Regions from separate parts of the Mus musculus genome. Here all the other regions are linked to region 5. The links are chromatin contacts, called in public HiCAR-type and promoter capture Hi-C maps. All regions are on one chromosome and are shown on one strand. Each heading gives the region's core, a stretch centred on a gene start, on an enhancer-like site or on the middle of the called end of the contact. The rest is flanking DNA. Distances are from core to core; before and after follow the strand shown.

What was found. Promoter capture Hi-C pulls out the DNA fragments that hold promoters and counts their contacts. HiCAR-type assays count read pairs that join an accessible place to other places.
Region 1: a contact with region 5 is called in a promoter capture Hi-C map of embryonic stem cells, with 4 times the contacts expected there. The contact joins the promoter of Gramd4 here to the promoter of Pim3 in region 5. A contact is called at or near these places in 2 of 39 promoter capture datasets (cranial neural crest and embryonic stem cells) and 2 of 115 datasets of contacts at active chromatin or transcription factors (acute myeloid leukemia and large pre-B cells).
Region 2: a contact with region 5 is called in a promoter capture Hi-C map of hippocampal neurons, with 4 times the contacts expected there. The contact joins the promoter of Trmu here to the promoter of Pim3 in region 5. A contact is called at or near these places in 1 of 39 promoter capture datasets (hippocampal neurons), 1 of 115 datasets of contacts at active chromatin or transcription factors (forebrain) and 1 of 9 other capture datasets (embryonic stem cells).
Region 3: a contact with region 5 is called in a promoter capture Hi-C map of trophoblast stem cells, with 9 times the contacts expected there. The contact joins the enhancer-like site here to the promoter of Pim3 in region 5. A contact is called at or near these places in 5 of 39 promoter capture datasets (the 3T3-L1 cell line, cranial neural crest, liver and 1 more) and 1 of 115 datasets of contacts at active chromatin or transcription factors (acute myeloid leukemia).
Region 4: a HiCAR-type map of astrocytes shows a contact between it and region 5, with 4 times the contacts expected there. The contact joins the promoter of Celsr1 here to the promoter of Pim3 in region 5. A contact is called at or near these places in 2 of 39 promoter capture datasets (cranial neural crest and embryonic stem cells), 1 of 484 Hi-C or Micro-C datasets (embryonic stem cells) and 3 of 115 datasets of contacts at active chromatin or transcription factors (astrocytes, embryonic stem cells and epiblast stem cells).

The regions. Positions count from the first base shown.
Region 1 is chr15:86,057,348-86,060,047 of GRCm38.p6, reverse strand. It overlaps Gramd4 (GRAM domain containing 4), which reads right to left and starts at 1,286. Exons shown (of 19, transcript NM_001379572.1): 1 at 1,087-1,286. The coding sequence starts at 1,115. Gm41375 (a long non-coding RNA gene) reads left to right here and starts at 1,432. Exons shown (of 3, transcript XR_875536.2): 1 at 1,432-1,656.
Region 2 is chr15:85,878,021-85,880,720 of GRCm38.p6, reverse strand. It overlaps Trmu (tRNA 5-methylaminomethyl-2-thiouridylate methyltransferase), which reads right to left and starts at 1,394. Exons shown (of 11, transcript NM_028063.2): 1 at 1,263-1,394. The coding sequence starts at 1,344.
Region 3 is chr15:86,078,693-86,081,392 of GRCm38.p6, reverse strand. The region is part of intron 1 of Gramd4 (GRAM domain containing 4); the gene reads right to left. Among named protein-coding and RNA genes, the nearest start is that of Gm15722, 11 kb to the left of the region's middle. Within about 2 kb of position 1,307, at least 67 of the 459 cell types and tissues checked have an H3K27ac peak or open chromatin away from gene starts, as enhancers often do. A contact at or near this core is called in trophoblast stem cells, where this site is marked.
Region 4 is chr15:86,032,407-86,035,106 of GRCm38.p6, reverse strand. Celsr1 (cadherin, EGF LAG seven-pass G-type receptor 1) reads left to right here and starts at 1,330. Exons shown (of 35, transcript NM_009886.2): 1 at 1,330-2,700. The coding sequence starts at 1,337. It overlaps Gm34764 (a long non-coding RNA gene), which reads right to left and starts at 854. Exons shown (of 3, transcript XR_384307.4): 1 at 540-854.
Region 5 is chr15:88,860,876-88,863,575 of GRCm38.p6, reverse strand. Pim3 (proviral integration site 3) reads right to left here and starts at 1,382. Exons shown (of 6, transcript NM_145478.2): 1 at 824-1,382; 2 at 629-738; 3 at 485-535; 4 at 28-397. The coding sequence starts at 908. It overlaps Gm33049, which reads right to left. Exons shown (of 3, transcript XM_006521646.3): 3 at 1,070-1,743. The coding sequence ends at 1,096.

The sequences.
Region 1 (2,700 bases), core at 37-2,536, 2.8 Mb after region 5:
GATAAGGAAACTGAGGCAGGGCTGGTTTTGTGACAGTGCCTTGCCCGATCTCACAGAACAGGTATCCGAGATAAACTAACTTCCAACTGTCCTTTATTTCAAACCCTACAGAGCCTGGACCATGACCCCTCCTTCTGAACCTGGCCCTAAAGCAAGCTCCTACCTGGCTGGGGTTCAGCGAAATTGAGGATTGGGGGGGGGAGTGCGTTAAGACTCAGCACCTTTAATTTTGTCCCTAATCTACACAAGGCAAGGCAGGAAGGGAACCCACTCTGAACAAGGTCCCCCCAAACTGAATCTCTCTTATCTCTGAAAATGGGAAGTTCCAAAGAGTACAAGGTTCTGCCTCTGGCCCTAGAAGCCTGCTTCTTACCCTGGCCACGGGTAGGAAGGCCACAGGGGAACCAACATCCAGACTAGTCAGTCCCTCTCCACCCTTCAGAGGTGCTGGTCCCGCTCTGGACAGATGAAGTCTTAGGTTAGGGACTGCCACACAGCACCCCACCTTAACGGTTGTATAAACACATAGGCCTAAGCTCCAGCCCAGGTGCCAACTGTCCCCAGAATCCCATAGGCTAATTCCAAATGAAAGGAAAAGATATAACAGAGAGCAGGGTGTGGAAAGGGAGCAAGCGTCCACAACTTTTCCCCGGGTCATCTGTTGGGCCACACCGGCCTGGACAGCCCTCCTCCTTTTCAGTCCTCCCCCACCACCAAGAGAGTGGGTCAGTAGGACGACATTTGCTGTGCCCTCATCCTGACCCCCCCGCTAGCGGCCTAGGCATGGTGACCCATCTAATGACTCCCCCACATCATAGTTTGGGCCCTGCGTCCCATCGACGTCTGCCTCTCGCCCACCAGGACCCTGACCCGCACAGCGCCCGTGGTACGCGCGAGGGGCGGCCGTGACGCGCGCCCCGGGAGCGTGTGTGCGGGGGCGCGCCCGCGCTGCTCCCCGAAGGGAGGGTCGCTGCTGTGGGCCACCGAGTGAGAGTGTGGGCACACGGGGTCGCGGCCCGGCAGCTAGGACAGAGCGTGGCCAGCGTCGCCCAGGTCCGTGTGGGAGTCCGCGTGCGCGCCGCTTACCCTGCGGGATGATCGGGGCCAACTCTCATCCACCCGCCGCCGCGGCGCCCCCCTGGCCGGCCACCCGGCCGCGCTGCACCTGCCGCCCTCCCGGGAGCCCAGCGGCGCCGGGGAGCGGGGACTACGCGGCCCCGCGGGTGCCGGCCACGAGCGCGGAGGCGGCGCCGCGTCGCGCGCTCACGTCCTGCTGCGCGGAGTCTGCGCGCCCCCCGACCGGGCCTGCGCAAGCCGCCGCCCCGCTCCGCCCCCTCGCCTCCCCGCCCTCCCTGCCCGGTGTGTGCGCGCGCGCGCGCCCGATCACGCGGCGCCGCCTTTGTTTGGGTGACCCACGTGGGTCCTCGCCGCGCGTGCCCACGCGCACGCGTGGCCGCCTGCCAGTCGCAGCCACGGGCACAACCGAGCACAAGGATACACTCCACTGTCACCTCTCTCCCGGCGAACTGGCTTGACGGTTACTGCCAAATGGAGACCCGCGCTTGGTGTAGAAATACTTGTCCTGGCACCGCCAGGCTGGACTCAGAGCACAGCTCCACACTGGGAAAAGGACATGGAACCTCCACCTGGAGGGCAGTGAGCAACTCCTCCCTTCTCTCCCACTCAGTACCTAACCAGGAATGCCACATACCTTTAAATGTCACCGTAGCGATAGGAAGCCTACTTTAGCTCTAGTACTATCTTAAAGGAAAAGAGATCCTCCAGGAGTCACTTCCCCCGTTTTGACTCGCCTTTCAAAAACCAGGGTTGACAAGGACCCAGAAAGATAACTAATGAACCTGGTAAAAGACCACACCCTCCAGAACCCCAGGCCCTAGCCTGGTTGGAGGACTGACCTGCAGCACCGTATGGGGTCTGACCTAGGAGGTCCACTGTAGGGTACGAGGGTGACTGTAGCAAACTCAGCATCAGCAAGTGGAGACAGCACATTAGACCTGTGACCACATGACCCGCTTGCACTGCGGGGCTTTGACGACCTCACCTCCAACCCTCTCAATCCAGAACTGTCCCCCACCTTATTATGTCTCAAGCACCCCAGGAGATTTGAGGAATGCTGAAGGACTCTGAAGCTTTCTGGGGGGTGGGGTGGGTGGGGGCAGGATTCAGGCCCCCTTTTGTCCTCCAGCATTGCCTACCTTCCAGACAGGCCTTTGTCCCAGGGTCTGGGGCTGGCATCCAGAGAGGCTCCTGTAGGTGAGCTCTCTCTCTCTCTGAATGCAGAGTGAGAAGCAATGCCCATGTGTAGCACAACATGAGGTCTGTCCAATGGCTCTTGGCTGGCAGTGTGAGATGCCAGGCTAAGCTGCCTGCAGGGCTTGGTCTTGGCAAGATGAGAGCTACTTTGGGCAGGAACCTCCTCTGAGTCACCTTTGTGCGGCATCCCAGCCCAATGCCACACCAATCTCGCTGGTTCCTCCTACCCCTGGCTTTCCCTGCTTCCTCTCTGTCCTACAGCAAAACCGGACTCTGGTCGTCGCCCCACCCCCACCGCCCCCTGCAAGCACAAGTGCTACTTTCCTGCCTCCAGGATTGCCTAGACCATATCCTCCCTGGGGCGCGGAGGAGGGGGGAGCCTCTCCACTCTGGCCCTACCCAACCTTCCAAGCTAACTCCAAAGTT
Region 2 (2,700 bases), core at 145-2,644, 3.0 Mb after region 5:
AGAGCCTTTGTTTTGGCTAGGTTCCCACTGTTATGATAAACACCACGATCAACAGCATCTTGGAGAGGAAAGGATTTATTTGGCCCTAAAGGTCACAGTCTACCATCAGGGGAAGCTGGGGCAGGAACTCAGGTCAGGAACCTGAAGGCAGAATTGAATCATAGGTTATAAAAGAATACTGCTTATGGGCTTGTTTCTTTGGCCTGCTCAGCCTGTTTTCTTATAAAACCTAGGACCACCTGCCCAGAGATAGCATTACTCCTAATGGAACGAGGCTTCCTACACCAATTATTAAGAGAAGGCCCCACTGACTAGCCTACAGGCCAGGGTGATGACAGTTTCTCAGCTGAGGTTCCCTCCTACCAGAGGACCCTAACATGTCACATAGTTTTAATGTGACATAAAAACTAGGCAGCAGTTGATCTCCCTTTAGTAGTAAAAGATAAATCTGTAAGAATGATGCCAACCTTTGCCACTTCCCAAAGCATCTAGTTACACAGTTCTCATTGGAAACCTTCAAAGACTCACACTGCCTACTCAACATTACCCCAAATTCCTTAATACCGTCAGCTTCACTAACCCCACTATATCCTATTCTGGCCGGCACTCTCTCCTCTGCCTCCTGCCTGTGTTACTGCAGCCAGTTCTTTGTAGAGAAATGCTTCCCTCTTCCTTTCTCACCATAGTACACACCTGTATCCTGTGGCTCTTTTACTCTGTCATAACAGCTGTGATTATAAAAGAATCGCTCCTGCTTTCCGATATATCTCACATTGTATAGCTAACCCTTTCAATACATACTGTGCCATTTAATCATTCCAGTCATCCCATATTACGGGTCATCCCATTTTTACTGGGGGGTGCTTAGTTAACTTGCCCAAGCCCAGGCTCCTGGCCCCGCGCCTCTGCACCCCGCGTGCCCCGGGGAAGATGATCCACGGCTGAGGGGGACTCCATTAAAAGCCGCCAAGGTGAATGCGGAGAGGTTGACACAAGGTGGGGCCACACAGCAGGAGGAATGTACACCGGTCGTTGGAATCAGATCCGAACCCTAAGGACCCATGAGGCTACATCTACAAGTCAGGAAGAACTGGTAGCTGTTCGGAGTGAAGTTTGTCATCCAACGAAGGAGAACACTGGAGTGATTTTGTCATTAGAGTTGGCGGTGTCCTCGCCTGGAGGCCCGCGGAGTCTGCAAAAGGCCAGGCCTCAGACCTGGAGGAGCCCAAGCTCCTGTCCCCAGTGAGGAACCCTGGCCTCACCTCTCCGCCGCAACAGCAGCGCCGCCACCGCGCTGTCCACACCGCCAGACAGGGCGCACACGACGTGCCGCAGCGCCGACATCAGGCTACACCGCGAGCTTTCTGGCTGCGTCCAAGCTACGCCGGAAGTCCCAGCCTCCGGGGGACGGGGGGGACGGGGGGGGGGGGCGTCCTCACTCTTCACCCGGCGGGAAACGTGCTCCGCTCACCCAGTGTTCTGCAGGCTTTTGGGTTCCGCGCGGCGGATCGGCCGAGGAGCACTAGGTGGCAGCATGTCCCAGATAGGCCAGCGATGAGTTGGTCGGGTCCGGCTTCTTAGCCACCACTCGCTGCCCTTGCGACGTTTTCTTCTGTGCTCAGCTGGCGCTCCTGGGTCAGCTGCACCAGGAACAGCCTCCGCTCGGGCTTGAGGTCTCAAAGGCGTTCCTGGGCACACACAAGGTCGAGATGCTGTGTCGGCCGCTGGCTCCTCCTGTTTACCCGCTGGAGGGACAGGGCTGTCAACACGTTCTCATTGGATTCTAGATGCTTGCGGGCCTGGCGGGTGCAGAGCCAGTGGAGGACAAAGCATAGTGGACCGTTGCTCAGTAAGGCTTTGCTAGCAGCTCAGTCAACGGGTTGGAGTAGGGGATGGGAGCGTAGTTAACCAGACCCAGACAGTAGCTGGGAAGGATGGGCCACGGAAGACTGGGAGAGTTTGGAGTCGCACCTGTTCATCCTGGTGCCTGTGATTTAAGAGTGTTTGTTTCGTGGGCCATTCTTGGAGGACGAACGAGCACTCTGCGGGGATCAGCTCTAACGAGTGGATGCTTTGGGGACCTCAGGCTGGAGCTGTGGCTCTTCCTGAATTGATTGTGGGGGGCCTCGCACATGACAGATGTTGAGTGGCTGCTGGAAGAAAATAGATACGAGTCCTGGGACAGAAAGAGAGAGAGAGAGAGAGAGAGAAGAGAGAGAGAGAGAGAGAGAGAGAGAGAGAGAGAGAGAGAGAGAGAGAGAGACAAAAGGGCAGGGGGTCATGTCTGTGGAGTGTTCTAGCCTTGAGGACCAGGACCTCCCTTCTTGGGTATGGGCATTTAGTATAGCAAATCTCACTTTTCCTACCAGAACCTATGATAGGGCCAACCACAAAGTAGCAGAAACCAGACAAACCTATGTTAGAATTTTTGTCTACTTGACACAAGCTAGGGGTGGGGGGACATCAATTGAGAAAATGCTTCCATTAGATTGGCCCTTAGACAAGTCTGTGAGATTTGTTGATTGATGTGAGAGCCACACCAGTGCAGGTGATCTTGGGTTGTAAAAGAAGGCAAACTAATCAAGCCATGCGGAGCAAGCCAGTAAGCAGTGTTCCTCCATGGCCTCTGCTTCAGTTCCTGTCAAAATTCCGTCTCTAACTTTCCTTCAGGTTGGTCTGTGATTCGGATGTGCAAACCAC
Region 3 (2,700 bases), core at 58-2,557, 2.8 Mb after region 5:
GGTGGGAGTCCCTAATTAACCCTGACTCTGGCTTTAAACAGCTTCCCAGCTGAAGAGCCCATGAGCTACCAAACCAGGTTCCTTCCTTCCAGTCACTTCCAGTTTTCTTAGCTTGGCTCAGCTGATATCAGAGGCCATGCCTGAGACTCTCACGCTGATCGGGCAAGCCCTGAATATGTTCCGACCGGCATTGCCAGCACAGCACTGCTATCAAATATTTTATATCTAAACCAGTACTCACCAGGGAGATGGTTCCTGCCAGCCTGGCAGCCCTCAACCCCTGGGCACCCCTCACTTGTAGCCACTGCTTTAAAACTCAGTCTCAGCCAGGTGGGCGGTGGCTCACGCCTTTAATCCTAGCGCTCAGGAGGCAGAGGGATGTGAATCTCTGAGTTCGAGGCCAGCCTCTGCTACAGAGTGAGTTGCGGGACAGTCGGGGTTTACACAAAGAAACCCTGTCTCAAAACAATAATAACAAAAACTAAACTAAACCAAACCAAAAAACTCTCAAGTCCCATGGACAGGAGAAAAATTTTAAAGCAAGTTGCAAAGCCCTCTGGGTACAACTGAAGCCTACAACACAGGTAATCTGAAAGCCGCATGCTGCAATCAGAGCTGTCTTAAGGCACAGTCTTCAGGGTAGCCCACAGGCAAAGTGGTAGGAAGACAAGTGTTCCTGGGAGTGCTACAGTCTGAGAGGACTTCAAGGGAGGCTCCAGCCAGTCAGTAAAGATAAAGTGTGTGAGTGTGCCACTGCTTGGGGACATTAAAGATCCTACTAGGTGTTCTGGGTGCACCTACTATGTGCCAGGCATGCTGCTTTTTTTTTTTTTTTTTTTTTAATCATCCTTGTTTGAGACAAGATCTCATGCTGGAGCCAAGGCTGGCTTGTAATTCACTATGTACCCAGGTTAGCTCCAAACTAGCAGCCATTCTCCTGCAGCAGCCTCCAGAGTGCCAGGATTGTAGACATGAGTTTTAGGTACACTTGATTTTGGGGCTGAGGTCCAGACAAGTAGAGGGTGATATTGCTGGAGCTGTGAATGCTAGACTCAGGAGGGAGAAGAGTGTCCCTAGCCTGAGGGACAGACAGTGACAGCCCAGGACGACAACTCCACTGAGGTTAAAAAAAAAAGTCAGCTGGTGGATATGCAGGGAAGGCAGTGTGGCCAGTGTCCTCTCAACAGAAAAAAACAGAGAGGAAATGGCAGGGAAATCTTATTAAGAATCATCTCATTTCAAGCACAGTATGGGGTGCCAAGTGACCTGTGACTCAGAGAGGTGACAAGGCGGTGGTCAAGACTCAGGAAATGAGCACAGGTCGTGGAGATGGAAACCAGCAGGCAGCTCTGGGTTCATCTGGGAGGCTCTGCCCAATTGCATGGGGCAGCAGAGGTAGCAGGAACTGGCCACAGGTAATTAGCCCCTCCAGCCTTCAACGATGCCAGCCATGCTCCCCTGAGGATAAGCGACCTGCTTGGCACTTCCCAGGCCACACCTCAGTGAAGCCCATGGACAGCAGCTGGGTTCCAGGCTCCTCATCTCTGTCTCTAGGCGTGACACACACTAAGAAAAAAACCCTGGAACTTTCTACGCTGACTACAGAGGCCTTCCTTTCTTAAGAGATGAAGAAACAGGAATCAGGGAGGAAAGATACGGCCATCACATGGTAGAAGATGGAATCTGGTCTTGCTGCTCTAGTCCTCTTCTGGGGCCCCTGCCAGGATGTGAGCCCGGGAATGAGGCAGGGTGAGTGGAGGAACTGAGGGGCCTGTTTCCAGGCAGTTGTGCTGCTGGTGGTGGTGGCAGTGTGTGTGCATTCGTGTGTGTGTGTGTGTGTGTGTGTGTGTGTGCATGTGCATGTGCACAGACACAACCACAGGGGATCATGGAGAACAGCAGGAAGACAGTCCCTCTAAGATTGAAAAGACCCAGTGACCCAGCGAGCTGACCTCTGAATCCACGTACAAGAGAATGGAATCAGCAGTCGGGGCTGAGGTGTCCACAAACCTCTGCTCAAAGCACCTACGGAAGCACACCTGGCCATCCTTGGGCTGTCCCGTCACAGCGGACCCTGTGGAGAGCTACAGCGATGCAGGTGCCCCTCTTCTCCGTCCTCCTTCTCGTAATTTTTCTAAGTGAGCATGTGCTGTGGGTGCTGGCTGACGTGGAGTGGGGTTGTCATGGACATTATTCAGTAAGTTAATAAATATCTTTAAAGTCTTTTTGCTTTAACTTCTGGTACGAGAGGCAGCCATCGACACAACCCACATAAACACAGCCTGGAATGTCTTCAGCCCCCGAAGGCTGTGAGGGAACCAAGATGGAGGTGGGGACGAAGCAGGAAGGAGTGGGAGGCGGTAGTGGGAGGCGGTAGGGGCGGAAGGCAGACTCGGAGGCCTCCCGGATAGACACCAGGCAACCAGTGGACAGCCTGCCCGTGACCTCTGACCTGCCACTAGGTCTTGGAGGACCGAAGCAGGTCCTACAGGGAGCTATATCTAGGCATAATCTGGAAGAGGAGCCGGGTCAAGAGAGTCTCACTTTAAAGAGAAGGTCAGAGGAGACCCAGAACACCACATGTCACAGAGCCAGCGAGAGTGCCCATCTCCTTTCTGGTCACAGTCAGAAACAGCCTTGATTCATTTCTAAGTTAGTAGGACATCGGGACCTCTAGTCCGCCTCACTAACCTAGCAAGG
Region 4 (2,700 bases), core at 81-2,580, 2.8 Mb after region 5:
GTCCGCCTCTCCCCTCCCTAGTTCGGAAGCACCGCCTTTAAGGTGTGCTCCTTTGGAATCTAGGCTCGGTCTTGCGGCTCTGAAGCCACGCCCCACCCTTTCACGCAGGGCGAGAGTGATTCTCCAGCCCCCTTCTGGTTTTCCCCAGGTTCTCACGGATCCTGCCCCCTCAGTGTTTGCTTGTCCCCTGATGGGCAGTAACTAGGGGTTTGGTGACAGACGGTCTCCTCCACCAATGTTCAGGCCCCACAGCATGTTCTGGGGAACAAGGCCCCTCCCACTGTCACCTCCAAACTACATTATTTTTCTTTCCAATTTAAATGTTGCACTTTAAACAAAGTGGAACCCGAATCCGGTTAACTGCCCATGAGATTTCAAAATCCAAGGAACTCCTTGGAGTTAAGCATTTGAGCTCCCGCGAGGCTGGAGTCTAACAGTCTCCCAGTCCCCTGCCACCGCCACGACTCTACCGAAGTTTTCTAGCACCTCTGTATCTTGGAACTCTAGATCTAACTCTCTCGACGCCAGGGGTGGCTTACTCATAGATCTGCACTATCAGGTGCAATGCGAGGATTGAACAGCACTCGGCCCAGAGGAAACTGTACGAGGGACTCTTTAGCAGCCGCGGCCCGGGACTCTAGAGCAGTAGTTGAGCGCCACGCTCCCAGGGCCCGGTCCTCTGCGGATGTTGGGTGCCAAGACCGAAAGGGAAGGGGCTGGAGGCCAGGCCCCGCTAGGGCCGCGCCCCCACGTCTCCATGGAGATCATCGGGGCGCGCACCTCCTGGCTGGCTCCCTCCCCATCATCCTCCCCCTCCCAGGGCTGAACAATGAGCCACTGGGAGGGGGCGGGGCGGGGCCGGGGGCGGGGAGAGAGAGAGAGTGGCGGGGGCGCTGGCAAAGCACACCGCCTAGCCAGCAATCCGTCGCCAGGGTCTGCGGGCGGTGTGGTGATCGCAGCCCCCGCCCCGCCCCGGGCCCGCCCAGCTTCCCACGCCCGCCCAGCAGAGTCGGTGCTGGGGCCACCTGGAGCCGCCTGGAGCCGGCGCTGCTGCAGGTTGATGCGCGGCGCCCTCCCGGGACGCACGGAGGAGCCATCTTGAAACCAACTTGGCAAACTTTCGCAAAGTGCTCTCGAAGTGGAAGCTGAGCGGGAGGCCGGGCGCGCGGCCCCCGGTGTCCTCGCCAGGGCCCCCGGGGAGGCAGAGCGCGGGCCGCCCCGAGGGCCCGGCGCTGGGCGCGCGGGAGCCGCCCCCCGGCCGCGCCGGGTGGATGCGGAGGTGCGCCGGGTGCATGGATTGTGCTCCGGCGCCCGGCTCGGGCTGCGGCTCCGGGCCATGGCGCCGTCATCGCCGCGCGTGCTGCCCGCGCTGGTGTTGCTGGCCGCCGCCGCCCTGCCAGCCCTGGAGTTGGGAGCAGCCGCTTGGGAGCTGCGGGTGCCTGGCGGGGCCCGCGCCTTCGCTCTCGGACCCGGCTGGAGCTACAGGTTGGACACCACGCGCACGCCTCGGGAGCTGCTGGACGTGAGCCGCGAGGGGCCAGCAGCCGGTCGGAGGCTTGGGCTTGGCGCGGGGACTCTGGGCTGTGCCCGCTTGGCCGGGAGGCTGCTGCCGCTGCAGGTCCGGCTGGTCGCCCGCGGCGCCCCGACGGCCCCGAGCTTGGTACTAAGGGCACGCGCCTATGGTGCCCGCTGTGGGGTCCGGCTGTTGCGCCGCTCGGCCCGCGGTGCAGAGCTGCGCTCTCCGGCCGTCCGCTCAGTTCCTGGACTTGGAGATGCGCTCTGCTTCCCGGCCGCAGGCGGCGGCGCAGCCTCGCTGACTTCGGTGCTTGAGGCCATCACCAACTTCCCCGCCTGCAGCTGCCCGCCGGTCGCCGGGACCGGCTGCAGGCGCGGACCCATTTGCCTGCGGCCAGGAGGTTCAGCTGAGCTGCGTCTGGTGTGCGCCCTGGGACGCGCGGCAGGCGCCGTTTGGGTAGAGCTGGTAATAGAGGCGACCTCTGGGACGCCCTCAGAGTCGCCCTCGGTGTCGCCATCGTTGCTTAACCTGTCCCAACCTCGGGCGGGGGTGGTGCGACGGTCTAGGCGGGGCACGGGCAGCAGCACGAGCCCGCAGTTCCCGCTGCCCAGCTACCAGGTGTCAGTGCCTGAGAATGAGCCTGCGGGCACTGCGGTCATCGAACTGCGCGCGCACGACCCAGACGAAGGCGATGCAGGACGCCTTAGCTACCAGATGGAGGCGCTGTTCGATGAGCGCTCTAATGGCTACTTCCTCATCGATGCCGCCACGGGTGCAGTGACCACAGCCCGCTCCCTGGACCGGGAGACCAAGGACACTCATGTACTCAAAGTTAGTGCTGTGGACCACGGCTCCCCGAGGCGCTCAGCTGCCACCTACCTCACCGTAACTGTCAGTGACACTAACGACCACAGCCCAGTCTTTGAGCAGTCTGAGTATCGAGAGCGAATTCGAGAAAACCTGGAGGTGGGCTATGAGGTTCTGACCATCCGTGCCACCGACGGGGATGCCCCTTCCAACGCAAACATGCGCTATCGTCTGCTGGAGGGCGCAGGTGGTGTCTTTGAGATAGACGCACGATCAGGTGTCGTGCGCACACGGGCTGTGGTGGACCGTGAGGAGGCGGCTGAGTACCAGCTGCTGGTGGAGGCCAATGACCAGGGTCGCAATCCAGGCCCACTCAG
Region 5 (2,700 bases), core at 133-2,632:
CGCCGGAACGCCGCACCACCTGCTCACCATCAAAGTCAGTGTAGACCGTGTCCTTGAGCACCGCGCCCGAGCCGAAGTCGATGAGCTTCAGCTCTCCCGAGCGCAGGTCCACCAGCAGGTTCTCGTCCTTGATGTCGCGGTGCACGACCCCACAATTGTGGCAGTGCCGCACAGCGGCAAGCACCTGCGCGAAGAAGCGACGCGCCAGCGGCTCGTCCAGGGCGCCTCGTTCAGTGATGAAGTCGAAGAGGTCCTGTGCCGGCTCGGGTCGCTCCAGCACCAACAAGAAGCCGTCGGGCCGCTCGAACCAGTCCAGCAAGCGGATGACGCCGCGCGCGCCGCCCGCCGCGCCCACCTTGCGCAGCAGCACCACCTCCAGGGGCACGGCCACTCCGCCCTGGGGGACAAGGCGGTCATCGGACAAAGCCAAGGCAACCCACACCCGCATGCCCCGCACCCGCACGCCCCGCACCCGCATACTTACGAGACTGCCCCACTCGGTCACCCGCTCCTTCACCACGTGCTTCACAGCCACCTGCGGGGAAAAGAGGGGGCGACACGCGAGCGGTCAGACGGGCGGCCGAGCGTGGCGATCGTCCACGCGGGTGCGCCCGGAGCCACGACTCACCGGGAGTCCGTCGGCGATGCGGCTGCCCGCGTAGACCGTGCCGAAGCCGCCGCTGCCCAGCACGGCGCCCACCTGGTACACCTTCTCGAAGCTCTCCTTGTCAGCCTTGGCTGTGGGACAAACAATCGGGTTGATGATGACCCAAAGCCACCCCCCGGCCCCCGCCCAGGCCCCCTCCCTGGTCCCCACACATACCTGGCTGTAGGATCTTCACTGGGAGGTGGTCCACGCCGCCAGGCCCGCAGAGGTGCGCCAGGGAGCCGAACTTGGACAGCAGCATCGCGGGTGGCCTCGCGTGCGGTGCCGCCTCTGACCCGTCCGGCAAGGACGCGGGAGGGCGGTCTTCCTGACCGCAGACAGCGCGGCGGATCCCACGGCCCCGAGGCCGAGCGCTCAGCGGGGCAGCCGCGCGGCGCAGTTGCCCGGTGGCCGCGCGAAAGCGCGTAGACGGCAGCTGGCCGAGCAGCTCACACGCCCCGGCCGCCTCGCCCCGGGGTTTTGGACCACGGAGATGTGTATCCTTCCGCGGAGGCGGGGCCGCCTGAAGCTCCGCCTCCTTCCGCCCGAGGCTCGCTTTGCGGTGTGGCTGTTTTGAGTCTCGCAGGGCGGTGCTGGGGAAGCCGGACGCTCCCTGTCGTTTCACCAAGGGCTGGTGGCGCGCGGGGACGACGACCCGTCCGGACTAGCTTGCCGTAGTAGAGTCGCGGAGGTGCACGGCGTTCCGCGGCTTTCACGGCGCTCTCACCCGCCCTGCGCACGCGCAGCTCGCGCGCGGGCGGCGGCCCCCTTATGTCTCCGGCAGCGCGGGCGGGGCCGCATAAGCCAATGAAAATCGAGGTTTTGAAAGGACACGGGGACTCAGCCAATGGCAGCGTAGGGCGGGGCCTTCCGAGCCTCGCCCCCCAGGCCGCGCTGAGGAAGGTCACTCTCCGGCTCCGCGAGTTACGCGTGTTGTTCCCTCGTTCTTCGTGGGCGTTTGTGGCTGGGGGTGTGCGAGGAGTCGGCCCCCTCTGAGAAGCGGAAGTCCGGGAGGACAGTCGTGCGGCCCTGAGGCCTACGCTGACACTAGCTCTGTGTGCGTCACCCGCTGCTCGCGCGCCACGATGCGCACGTGGCTGGGCGACAGAGAAAGCATTGCCCTCAGACCTCTCAACCCAGCCTCAGCTCCCTGGAGCACACCTTGAGTGTTCGCCCATCAGCTAGGCTCAGATCTCATGCTCCTAGCTGGGTACTTATGAGAGCCTCCTAAACCCTAGATCCTCCCTCCTGGGAACTTGTCCCTCTGCTCTAAGGCCATCTGACAAAGTGTCCCTTTAGCTGCTCACAACTACCAAAGGTCCTTTGTTGATGACTATTATGCCCATAGTTCCGTCCTGAGCAGCTCAAGTAGACACAGCCTACAGCAGTCTCCCTGTGTCCTTTTTACCTATACCTTAAGACACCAGTGAAATTAGACTCAACTGTTGTTGACCCCTGGCTAAGTCACTGACCCAAGAGCAACCCAGGACTTGGAGTTGTCATCTGTCATAGCTGGGTGAGAATGAGTTGAGAGCCATTGCTCCCTGGACTTCAGTTTGATGTCTAAACGATTCAACTGTCGTTCCTGAACTGCTACTACTTGGGGGATCTGGAGCCTGGCTTCCCACTGGCTTATCCATGTTCCTCCACTAACACCGCAATCCACACTTTCTCTCTCTGGAACCTTTCTGAGGCGCCTACTGCCTTGACACTATTTGGGGCCCACCTGGTTTCCTCACCCCCTTTCTGTCTTTGTGGCCTAGACCCTCAACAGTCTGGACACACTCAGGCCCTCGGAATAGGTCTCAGGTTCTTGGAGCTCTGTCTGGCTGTCTCCTAACATGCTTTCCAGGAGCTGACCACATCTGCCAAGAACAAAGCTTTCCATACCAGCTATCAGCAGGGTTTACAGGGTACCTGCTCAGGTGTGGGGGAGGGGCGGGGGTTGTCTGCCTGTGGGTGCTTTCAAAGGACCAGCTAAGAACCCAACAGGGCCTGTGCTCCTCCTGGCCAGGACAATCTGGTTGTATTGGACCCCAGTCTTTCGGGAGAGG